Linked DNA regions of Mus musculus: region 2 is linked to region 1. The links are chromatin contacts, called in public Hi-C maps. All regions are on one chromosome and are shown on one strand. The core of a region is the stretch at or near the end of the contact, and the rest is flanking DNA. Distances in the headings are between cores, read along the strand shown. Region 1 has its middle 110 kb from the start of Gm39242. Region 2 overlaps Gm34675 (a long non-coding RNA gene).

Region 1 (6,130 bases), core at 1,843-4,342:
ACAGAATGGGGCTTCTGCTCTAGCTGTTGCTCTTTTCCGAGCCTAAGACCAGAGACAAAGATGATCTTTAAAGATTTAAAAACACAGCAGTAATAAAGAATGCAGCCCCGAACGCCTTGCCTTCTAGATTTTAGTTCAAAGAGACAAGGTAAATATGATTCGCCCAAACAAAATTACCCGTAGCTTTAACTTTTACCTTATCTAATTGAACTACAGAGAAAATATCAGGGAAAAATGTCACCTGCCCAACAGTAAATACACTGCGGATAGCAAAGGAAGTGGAGGAAGAAGAGGAGGGGGAATGGGGACCATGAACGGGGCGGGGGGGGGGGGGGGGGTGTAACAAAACAACAACCATTTCTGCTAAAGGTTTCTATGGGCAGCTTTCTTGGGAAGATATTGGGGGCCACTCCCCACTCGTGACGGCTCGCAGAAAACAGGGTGGGGTCCACCTTGGTAGCCTAATCAGTCTGCAGGCAGCTTTCAGACTGAGAAAGAAAATCCACAAAGACCTACCCCTCTTCATCTCACATGCACCCTCCACCACGTCCACTCCCCAAAATAAAACTCGAGTGAACTCTGGCATCTGGCAGCAAGCCTGTAAACCCAGCGCAGAGATAAAGACCGACTGCTCATCACACACCTCCAGGCTCGGCCATCTAATAGGAACAAATTGGCAATGACTGCCCAGGCTAGTAACACAGGCCTACTGATTTGTAGATTGATACGGACGCCTAATGATCCCCTTGGGCAGATCAATAGTAACAATCCTCATGGCTGCCTTTCTTCTTTATTGGCATAGAGGACTAAGGCAGGGAGAAAGCAGGACGCTGTGGAGGCCACAGGCTACCTGGGGAATGAAAGGATAAGGATACCGGTGTGGAGGCAGAAGGACCAGGACTCCAGAACTTTGCCCTCACACTGCATGTATTTAGCAGGTGGCGGGTATAAGAAGGGGACCTGATACGCTTTGCTACTAATAGTGTCTGTGTGTGGCATTCACTGGGATCTGGTCTATAATAAACACAACCAGGTAAGAGAAGAGAGATGTCAGAAGCCCAGCTCGCCGCCGACAAAACGATGGACTTGGGAGACAGGAAACGCAGATCTGATCACAGCACCCGAGAGAAGGGAAACCCCGGGGATGCCTGCAACTTAAGAAACCTGAGGTTGGGCTGCACGGCAAGCAGCTATCATCAACAAGCCCCAGTCATGGCGGGCTTTACTTTAAACACGACAGAAAGGAGGCAAACGCATCCTCCGCTGTGTTGTCTGAACATGTTTAAGACACCCATCTGCCTCCCGCGGGCCCGGGGGTCAGGTGGCTCTCACATCCATGTTGTTCCCGGCACCCTCTGCCCTTCTTAGCATAACTTCTGAGAAGGGTCTCCATGAACTTGACCCTGCTGCTTCGCGCTGACGATTCTCCTTCTTTCTGCCTGCCAACTCCGCCCCCATCCCAGCGTCCGGGCTTGTTTTCCATCTGTGTATTATTCTTTGTGAATAAAATTATCCAATTAGGAAATCCATTTAAAGCCCTTAACAATAACAAGGGAGGGGGGAAAAACAACTAATGGAGTTGCTTTGGATTTTCTTTTTCAATAAATTAATGTTAGTGACGTCTGTGAATTCCTAAGTGCCCCTTCATACCATCCGGGCTATTGCAACAAGGACAATTAGTTCCAAGTTGCTATACCGATTTTCTATACCTTAGGAAATCCCAAGGAGCAGGATACTAGAAGGAGTCAAAGAAAACTTGCTGGCTCACAGGATGAATTTGACCAAAAATAAAGCTCCAACTCTAAAAAAAAAAAAAAAATCTTTGGAGTTTATATGTATATTCTTCTTCATTTCCTTTTTAATTATACACACATTTTTAAGGGGAGAGGAGAGAGCCTCCCCCTTCCTCCCATTTGCAACTGCTGTATGCACATTTTCAGGTGTTGCGTATAAAACAGGCTAAAGGAGGACGGTAAATGTCCCGATTTCTGCTGCTTCTCACACTGGGTTGGCTGGGGATTTGCTTTGTTCGCAATCAGCCTAGTTTGGTTTTGTTATTAAAGAGAGATAACGCTGTACGCCTGAGATGAAATTGCATTTTCCTTACTGTCAATGGTGAAAACCTTGGCCACCCTACCGATATAGTGAAAGATTCTCTCTCTCTCTCTCTCTCTCTCTCTCTCTCTCTCTCTCTCTCTCCTGCCTCTGTCTCTGTCTTTCTCTTCTCATAATAAAAATGTTTTAAATCTCCTTTCCCCTCCTGTTTTTTCTTTTCTCTCTCTTTCTTTCTTTCTTTCTTTCTTTCTTTCTTTCTTTCTTTCTTTCTTTCTTTTTTTTTTCTTTTCTGCTTACTCAAAACCAGAACTGAAGCCCCATGAAAAGGCCTTGTAATCCAGCCTTCTGTGTGATATCACAAATTAGTCATCTTCTCTTTCCTGGAGGTTGCACCGTCCTCTTTTTTTTTTTTTTTTTTTTAAATAAAAGCGGAGGCTAGAGTGGTGTTAGATTTTGACAGTGAAGGGTTTGCACTGATGGACCAAATAATCATGTGCACTGGGCGGGGGGGGGGGGGGGGCTGGGGGTGCAGATCTGGCACTGACCACTTAAAATTCAAATTTCACACTAACGATAAGTGTAATCATCTCAATCAGCACCATCACCATCATCATCATCACAATAAAAAGATGCATTCCGCGAGCCGGTGACATCAATCAACCACGGTGCAGATCAGAAGCAGTTCTCCCCTCTTGCTGGCTCACCCTGGCTGTCTGACACTAGCTTCCCCCTCCCCACCTCGCTGTCCTCCCCACCACCACCCCCACCTCACCCCCAGCTTGGGAGAAGTGATCACATTTAATTCATTACATCATTATGTCATCTCCATACTAATCTGTGCCCTCATACCTCCGCCACTTTGACATGCAAATGAGCTAGGGAAAAAAGCCACACATTAATATAAAAAAGTCACAGCAATCTTGTCATGATTTCCTCCCTCCCAGCCCCACAACACACTCCCTCCAATCTCCACCTCCCCCCCCCCCCACCCCATCTCTCTTTCCAGCACGCTGTGCTCGCGATCAGAGGAAACAACAGCAATCTGTTGAAGATCAGACGCTGAGACAGGGAGGTGGGGGGGAAGATACAACACATACACGTGTCGGCAACGCGGCCAGGAGTCCTATTTACATATTCACATGAGTTCCATTCTCAGACTGCTTAAGCGGGGAAGAAGTTAGGTGGCTCCCCCCACCCCAGCCACCCTCCCAGATCCAAAGAGAGACAAGCTACTGAGAGAAGAACACACGAATACATAGGGAAAGGGGAGGGGGGGCGCTTAGGAAGAGGGAGGGAGAAGGCAGAGAGGGAGACACACCAGCAAGAGACAGAGAGAGGGAAGAAAAGAAAAAAGAAAAGAAAGACTTTCACATCTACCTTACCTCAGCTAGCCTGCTTTCTGTAGCTCGCAAAGGGGGTTCCCTGTGGCTCCTTTACAATTTTTGAGACCCATCCTTCAGGCTCTCTCTCTCTCTCTCTCTCTCTCTCTCTCTCTCTCTCTCTCTCTCTCTCTCTCTCTCTCTCTTCCTCCTCCTCCTCCTCTCTCTGTGTTGTGACTGGGTTTAAAAAAATAAAAAATAAAAAAGACAACTCCATGTTAGGCTCCAGTCAAGGAGGCATCTTGAAGTCCAGGGCTACTGGGGGGCGGGAAGAGAGGAGGAGGGTCATAGCTTAATGCCTTACAAAGGAGAACCTGGGCTCTGTGCTTTAAAACATCTCTCTCGCATACGGTGACTGACAAAGGCAAAAACATATAGGGACTCCATGTGTACTTGGAGACATCTGTACATTTCCCACTAGTCTCCCGGATGCCAGGAATATTCAGATTGGGAGACAAACACATGCAAGACAATTAGGAGTCCCTTCAGGAAACCCCATGGCAGATCCACTTGGCTTGCTGATTGCAGAGGGAGCCAGGCAGCCAGGGGCTTTATTTGCTGAATCACATTTGTGGTAATACCTGGGTAATAATAACAGACAGGCTGGAGATGGGGGCTTCAGCCGCCGCCGTGATTTTCCCAGCTTTGATCAGTTTTCAGCGGTACATTTCTGGTAATGAAAACGTGTGAACATGTCCGCAGATTTTTTTCCCAAGTTCTCTCTCTCTCTCTCTCTCTCTCTCTCTCTCTCTCTCTCTCTCTCTCTCTCTCAATAACTAAAAAGAAATGAGAGAAGTGGGGGGGGGTTGAGGAGAGAGGGGGAAAGGAGAGGGGGGAGAGAGAGATTGCAATTTAATATATATCTACGCACTAATAATAAAAGCCCTTTCTCTATATATTCTTTATGAAGAGCAAGATTGGTATGATCTGAAAACAGAGGACCAAGGCAGACGCATCTGATTTTCTAGTGGCCCACTGTATAGCATTACCCTAATTGACTTTATTAGCTCTGGTGAGATGCTACCGTCCCTCCAAAGAACCTGCCTTGGAGGACAGCGACACACAGCACTGAGGAACGGAAGCTGATTCCAGGAAATTAAGTACTGCTCTATTCAAGTGAAAGGAATAAAAAATTTTCAAAACATTTGAATGGTGGGGGAGTTGAGTCCTATCTCTCAACCAGTTCATTTCAACCGGGGTGGGGGGGGCGGGGGGCAGGGAGACATCAGCTGTCCGAGGAACCTTTAACAGGATTGTGATTCTGAAAACTGGCTTGGGGGTGGTGGTGGGAGGGGGTGTTTGAAAACTGGTTTGCTGCATCAGTCAAAAACTTAAACGCCATAGACAGTGTTAAGCTGGAGCAGGGAAGCAGGGGGCAAATACTACCTTGGTGAATGTGTAAGTCCTGTGCAAATGTACATTCACCAACTAATGTGAGCATTATAAAAATGGGATAATTCTAGAGTAATGTCAATATAGGGATATATGTGTGTGTGTGTATATATGCATATACATATACACACACATATATGTATGTGTGTGTGTATATATATATATATAAAGAGAGAGAGAGAGAGAGGTCAGACACAAGGACCCAAAGGCAAGTCATTATATAAATGACCACACATGTCACATACAGGAGATTAGCTTTATATATCTACAACTGACAGGATGGAAGGAAGAGGAAGGGAACAAGAAGGAAGTATGTATGTGTATATATATGTGCATGCATGAATGCATGTGTATGTATGTATATGTATGTATTTTTGTGTATGTACATTAAAAAGATGTTATCTTTTATAGTAATAAAGAATTTGGGAGTGAGTAGTTGGGCGTAGGTGACAAAAATGTTAAATACGAATTGTTTCTTTATCTGAAACAGAGCTCTTGGTAGACACACATGAGAAAGGAATTAATGTCTCTGCGTCTCACAGAAACCAGGAAAAGAGACTTTTTTTTAATGTTCCCATCCAGAATTTGAAGAGGAAAGAAGGTAATTTTAAGGCCCTGACCCCAGTATTTGGGCTAGAGCTCTGCTCTAAACTGATGAAAAATATCTATGACAAGACTCATCACCAGGCCTCTGAAAATAAAAAGAAAGAGAAACTAGCCACAGCATTAGAGCCAGGAACGTTATATTTCAATATTATCATATGAATTAAATGTAATCCTTGAAGCGACCAGTCCCTGGGGTCACATATTAGGCCTCCCCTCACAGCCCCCCACCTCCCCCTTTTTTTTATTTAATAGAGGTCACCCAGGCTGAAAAGCAAAAGCCAAATGAAAAGCATCTTCAATGTGCTTATAACACGAGCGGCGAGGGGTCAGACAGCGTCTTGTATGGCCTCATAAAAAATACATAACCAGACAGCCTAATAGTATTTCTTTGCATTCATTTTTGGATGGAGAATGGGGGCTGGGGGCTTGGGGGGGGGAGGTGAGGCGTAAAGCTAGGATGGAGGAAAAATCAAAGGCGGCACAGACATGCTGGTGGAGAAAAAAGAGGGTAGTTAGCTAACCTTTTTCTTCTGTGAAAATCTGAGAATCACGAGGCTGGGTGTGATTGATTTACACTATCCTATGGATTTATAACATTCTAAAATGGGATTGATCTTAATTTTTGAAGACAGTAAAAGGTGTAGGCGTGTATATCTATATTCTGTCTTATTTCCTGTGGCTGGTCATATTAATTGGAA
Region 2 (6,193 bases), core at 3,258-5,757, 360 kb before region 1:
TCCATGGGAGGAAGACTGATGACTAATTATTGATGTTTTTCTTTTCACTGTTTTTTGTTTGTTTGGTTTGGTTTGGATGTTTGTTTGTTTGTTTTCTGGTGCTCATGGTTGAACTCCGAGTCTTGGACACGCTAAGCATACATTCTAACAGAGAGCTAAGCCACCAGCCCTTGCTTCTCATGTTAGGTTGCTGGTGTTTGGTTAGCAGATTCTGCCTTATGGTTCCAGTGTGATCATTTGACCCGGTGGACGGTTAGAGCTGGTAGATATTTGGACAAGTTACATGTTCATGGACCTACGAAAGAGAGGGAAATTCAAGAATAATTTATGAAACAGTCACTAGTAACTTTGAGATAGGGTAGCCACTGAAAGATTTTATTTTGAATTAAAAACTTTAAGAAGTAATACAGTACAGTTATCCTGAATCCAAGTCATATGGTAACTGACTAGCTTGGTACTGTATGAACATTCAGACTCTTTGATGCTCTGTGGAAGGAGGCTTAGCCTACATTTTTTGGAATAGAGTGATATTTCCCCCCACATGGGCCTAAGTGTTTTCACAGTTCATGCTACACTTGGCAGACGCCAGCACAGGCTACTACCCAGGTAGACAGTAGGGAAGGTGGTAGCCACTTCTTACCTGCAAGGTGTGATTCTTCCTAAACTCACTGGGCATCATCAGGAAGTGTCTCATATCTAGAGTCACATGAGAAAGCCAAGGGTATCAGTTTCCTTACATCTAGAACAGTGATGTAAAGGGGAGATGGGTCGACCTGGGGGATGCCACTGTAAGTTAACAGGAGAACACTATTTGCTTAAGGCACATCTCCTACACCTAGGCATGACACCAGGGCAGGAGGCTGGAAGGAGGGAGTATTAATATGGCAGTTTCAATTGGAACCTTCAACACAGAACCTTCCCAAGAGGGAGAGCACGGGAGCCTTGGATGGTAAATGAAAGGCTACATTCTGTCTGGGAGAACAGAAACCTGGAAGAGTCTCAAGTTCCCTTCCTCAACAAAAAAGAAGGAGCAAGCCACTCCCCTTTACTGTAACTCCCCACCCATTCCTCTGTTACTAACCCCAATAAAAACATATTGGTTGACCATGCTGGACTTCAGCGCAGTGATTACTGTGGTCTATTGTGGATATCCTTTCTGGGGTGAATAGATGTGTGTGTGTGTGTGTGTGTGTGTCTGTCTGGGGTGAAGAGATGTGTATGTGTTTGTCTGTGTATGTATGTGTGTTTGTGTATATGTGTATTTGTCTGGGGTGAATAGTGTGTGTGTGTGTGTGTGTGTGTGTGTGTGTGTGTGTTTGTGTGTATGTGTATGTATGTGTGTTTGTGTGTATGTATATGTATGTGTGTTTGTGTGTGGTCCCAGAAAAGGCACACAATAACTGGCCAGTTGCATAGTTTCATGCAACCATGACTAACGACACTGTTAAAACAAACAATCAAAACAAGATCCCAGCCCAGTGCTGAGCTGGTAAGCAGGAAGAGGGAGATGGCCACACGCCAGGGCCCCACACCCCCTACATTTGGAATCTTGGCTTTTATTTTCATTCAGATAAATTTCTCATTTTTCTCATCTCCCCCACCCCTCACCCCAGGAGTTCTCCTGTGTGCCCATCCCTCAGGTCCTTTAAAAAAGAAAGTTCAGGGACAGATAAGATGAACCACGTGGTAGAGGGAGTCTACAAGATGGATGAGCAGCTCATCCTGGTAGCAGGCCACACCCCAGGTAAAGTCCTGGGAAATGTTGTAAAGCTCTGCAAAGCTCCTGGCTCACACTGACATGTCCTGAGTGACTTATGAAATGACCTGGAAGATGGAAGATGCTTGCTAAGGATGTTTGTACAGGGGGATAAAAGAATCCTGGGTTTCTGGGGAGAACCCAGCTGCCTCGATGACTAACTGCAGACTCCACCCACAGTACATGAACACAGTTCTAGGTATATACCTTCATTCCTTGGTGGAATTCCTGTTTCTCATTCCAGCCTTTGCTCCACTCTGACTGGAGACCTCAAATTTCTGTCACAAATTTCAAGACATACCCGTTTTATGCCTATGCATGCTGCTGTCTTGGCATGAGGTACCCTTCTCATTCTTGATACCCAGTCCATCTGTCTGTCTGCCAGAAATGAACTTTAGGTACTACTTCCTCCTGGAAGTCTTTCCTCCCCTATATGCCAAGACATACCACAGTTCCCTCTGTTACTTCAACTTCTCTTTAAGCCTCTGATCAAGCCAAGAGAGGAGACACCGTGTTCAAAGTGCTACCATACCTACTACATGTTGTGTAAATAGAATGCAAAATGAATACATAGACTCATGTCAATGGGGAGGGTCCCCACAAGACCTCAAAATCACCACCAGGATGACCTTTAAAGGTGGAGGGCAAAAATGGGAGCGATACATTGTCTATTGATAAGGTAGGGTACATTATCCTATTATTTCTCCCTGGGGACTTGAGGGGACATGCCTATTAGTCACCTTAGTTTATAGCTGGGCAAGTGGGGGCAGAGAGATGTTAAAGCCTCGGGTCAACCCAGCAACAGAGATGGATCTGAGATTGGCAGTTCCCTCTAAATCCTCTCTCTGGATTAAGTCATCCTGGCCTCAAATGTATAAAGCAGCTTTCCCCCTCCCCCTTCAGCATTTGAAACATTTTTAAGGGTTTATTTCAAACACCTTTTACTTTGAACAGACCGTTCAAAACTTTCATTTCACTTTGTCAGTGATTTTTGTAGTCGGCTCCGACTTTAAAGGGTTTTATTTCTTCCCTATTAGTGGCCACCACCTGCTCAACTGTTTGGACAGAGCTTTATTTTCTTAGCTTTCATCTATTGAAATGGGTGACATGGGACCTTTGGTAATGAACCTCATTTCCAGCCTCCTCTCTCACCTCCCCTGTTTTTAATTCCTCCTGTTCCTGCTGAGGATGGGAGGCAGGATGGGAAATTTTACCAGGTGTCCACACGTCCCTTGGAGAAGCCATGCCTTTGACCCCGGGTGTGGGGAAGGATGGCAGGAGGGTAGTCACCAGCCTCAAACAGGATGGTGTCCTGCCTCACTGCAGCAGGGTCTGGAGGACTTCTCCATGGCACAGTTCTCAGGGAATGGAAAGGGTTCCTGCTCTTATCTGAAAGTGGTGTCATCTGGGGATGTGGGCATCAACAGCCATGGCTGAGTCCACACCTTGACAAACACCCAGTTCAACCATTTTGTGTGTGTGTGTCTGTGTGTATGTTTGTACACTCTGTCCATCATGGGATTAGACTTACATACTAATATGTAAATATCTAATCACTCATCCTGCCCTTGAATGTCAAGTTTAACAAACTGCACGTCCTGCGCTCATCACGCCACACAAAGCTCTTTCAAAAGAGAGTGGAGAATGAGTGAAGGATTGTCTACAGCGCTTTCCTCTGCTATGTTTCCTCAAATCTTTATGAACAAAGTCCAAAATGCAGGTGTTCTGCCAGCCGAGTTGAAGCTTTGCCTCCTGCCTTTCTTCCACTTAGTAAATTATATTCAATTGTGTGTATGTGCGGGTGTATGCACACGCACACGCCAATATGGCAGTCGGAGGAAAACCTTGGCTATTATTCTGCAGGTACCATCTCCCTAGCGAACCCCAGAAATCCTGTCTCTATTTTCTGGGATTACAAACACATACTACCATGTCTTGCATTTTTACCTAGATTCCGGGGATGAGATCAGACCCAGGAGGTGTAACTTACAGACTGGGCTTTCTCCTAAGTCCTAGATGCCTAGAATCCATCCATTCCTTATCTATAAAAGCAAGCCTATGCTCCCGTGGCTTTTCAGGCCAGAAATGCATGGCACCAGGATGTTTCAGCCCAAGGAAGGAGAAAAGGGGCTTACGCTCTTTTTCCATGATGACTCATGAGCCAATCAAGCAACTCCGTTACAAGGAACATTTGAGTCGCTTAAGAAAATGAAGCAGTAGCGGGCATAATGCCAGATATCCTTTGGCATGCTGGAATAACCTTTGTAAATATCCATCACTTTGTTTAGAGCCAAAAAGAGTCACTGAGTCAAAGTATAAGGAGAAATGATGAAGAGGATGGTCAGAGGGAAAGGCGTTGAAACTTGTGTCAGTGGACAGAAGGTGGGGGCGGGGTGTTGATTAGACACAGGGTCCGTATAAAGAAGGACTGCATATCCTCTCGCACCCCAGTTTTGACCCCTGCAACCGCAGACAAAAGGGAAGTCTTAGACGATAGTATCTCACCGGTTTCTCATTGGGGATAATGATGTCTTCTACCTCCCAAGCGCCCTGCAAACCCAAGGGGATTGTGGGACACCAGTATCCCAGTGCGGACTTGATATTCAAAAGCATGTGGAAGTCTGGGATGCTTCCGCCCATTGCCTGTCTTCATTTACAGGGCCGACTCCCCGCATTAGCAAGGCCCGGCCCCTCCCCTGCCCACCCAGCTTCCCCGAGTACCTCCTGTTTGGCCAGAGGTCTCAAGAAGCCTCTTTCCAGGCTGAGCGAGGGCTTTAGCCCCACACTAATTAGTAATGCAATCCCACAAAGAGTGAAGCTGCCTGCCACCTCCCCTCACTCACGGTGATTTATGTTCAATTTGTACAAATGGAGAAAATGAGATTTCAAATTTCAATGCCATTTCTGCAATGAGGTGATTAAAAGAGAGAGAGGCATCGCCTAGCACCGTATAGAATATCGATCCCTGTGCTATTTTCCTTCGCAATAACCATTAGCTCAGTATTATTTGCAAACCTCAAATGTGAACCTGGAGATGTAATTTACATCTGTGCCTCACTTATTTGCTTTAACAAAACAACACAAAAGCTTTGGGTCTCTCAATCTATCCACATTGTCAATAAAATTAGCAGCTTCGAAGGGGGAAAATTATATTCAAAACCATAACTTCCCATTAACTACTGTAAGACACAACTCTCTGTGGCAAAAGAAAGGGCTTCCTGGCTAAGCCCCTTATTCTTTTCTTCTCCCCAGCCCCACCCACCATTCCCTCCTTCTGGAGGTTAAGATTCAATGATGAAATTTAAAGCGCGACTTCTCCGCTTCGATATTCGGATCGATACGGGGGCTATCTAAGGGCTCATCTTAAGAAGGGCGAGCACTCACAGTGCCATGTGCTCACATGCACCTAACCTCGAGGTGCCAGGATAAATTCGTTCACATAGACACGTGTGGGGCTGGGCGTGGACTCTCTATAAGCCTTCCCCATCTGAAGAGTGGGAGGAGAATTGGTTAGCCAGGGAGAGGAATGGAAGAAAAGAGGAGGAAGAAGAGAAGGAGGAGGAGGAAGAAGAGGAGGAGGAAGGGGAGGAGGGAGAGGAGGTGGAGGAAGAGGAAGAGGAGTAATCAAGATATAAAGGCACAGGGCTCTGTTCATCTAATTCAAGTGATGGTTCCTTAGCCCCTGACTCTTAACAAATAAGCAATGCAGCTCAGCTTTCTCATTTCTTGTCTCTGCAAATCCGTCAGCTGCCTACCACTATCTACCAGATCCTGGAAGGCAAGAACAAGAAAAAGGGGGGGGGGGCTCAAGCTAATGACCCATAATTGCCATGATGGGGGAGAGGGGCCAGGCAGCTGTTTTACATTCCTGGTATGTATAGTATGCAAATATCGACAAAGGCTCGACACAGTTTTGCTACTGTGGATCTGGAGGGTAACCAAATTAGCCTTTGGCAGCCATGGTAATTGGGAGGTGCTGTTCCCATTAGGGGTCTTGCAAATTATGAAGAAAAATGGACCGAGGGCTTTGTCACAAATAATAATACCAAGAAGAAAAGGGCAGGCGGCTGTCTTTTCTTCTCCCACTCCTCACCCCTCCACCCCGCCTTTATTTTTTTTTTTTAATTTCTGCATTGTGTTGTTAATACCTCTCCATTTAGTAATAAGAAAACAGTCTGAAATCCCCTGTTAGACACAGGGTGCACGGACTTGAATGCAAGTATGTCCAGCGTGCAAGGGTAGAATACAAATGTCAACTTTGCAGGGGGTTTCAGGGTCAGGAGCCTTCCTGACGCATCAGAGCTTGGGGGTCTCAGGTTTGACATGTGTTGCTGAGCTGAGACTCTTGCTAGTGCCCAGAGCTCAGAGCCACCTGAGAAGCTTTAGAATCAAAGAGGTGAGGCTCACACTCCGTCCAGGGAGGAACTTGTCCCTCAG

Evidence for each region. Hi-C and Micro-C count contacts between places; a contact is called where the count stands out from the background.
Region 2: a contact with region 1 is called in a Hi-C map of the N1E-115 cell line, with 2.6 times the contacts expected there. The contact joins two enhancer-like sites. A contact is called at or near these places in 1 of 484 Hi-C or Micro-C datasets (the N1E-115 cell line), 2 of 115 datasets of contacts at active chromatin or transcription factors (embryonic basal ganglia and forebrain) and 2 of 9 other capture datasets (embryonic stem cells and pancreatic islet).

The regions. Positions count from the first base shown.
Region 1 is chr8:107,940,008-107,946,137 of GRCm38.p6, reverse strand. No RefSeq gene overlaps it. Among named protein-coding and RNA genes, the nearest start is that of Gm39242, 110 kb to the right of the region's middle. Within about 2 kb of position 3,092, at least 25 of the 459 cell types and tissues checked have an H3K27ac peak or open chromatin away from gene starts, as enhancers often do. A contact at or near this core is called in the N1E-115 cell line and embryonic basal ganglia, where this site is marked.
Region 2 is chr8:108,300,860-108,307,052 of GRCm38.p6, reverse strand. It overlaps Gm34675 (a long non-coding RNA gene), which reads left to right. Exons shown (of 3, transcript XR_388006.3): 3 at 840-1,101. It also overlaps a transcript of Zfhx3 not described here. Among named protein-coding and RNA genes, the nearest start is that of Gm34675, 5.7 kb to the left of the region's middle. Within about 2 kb of position 4,507, at least 9 of the 459 cell types and tissues checked have an H3K27ac peak or open chromatin away from gene starts, as enhancers often do. A contact at or near this core is called in the N1E-115 cell line and embryonic basal ganglia, where this site is marked.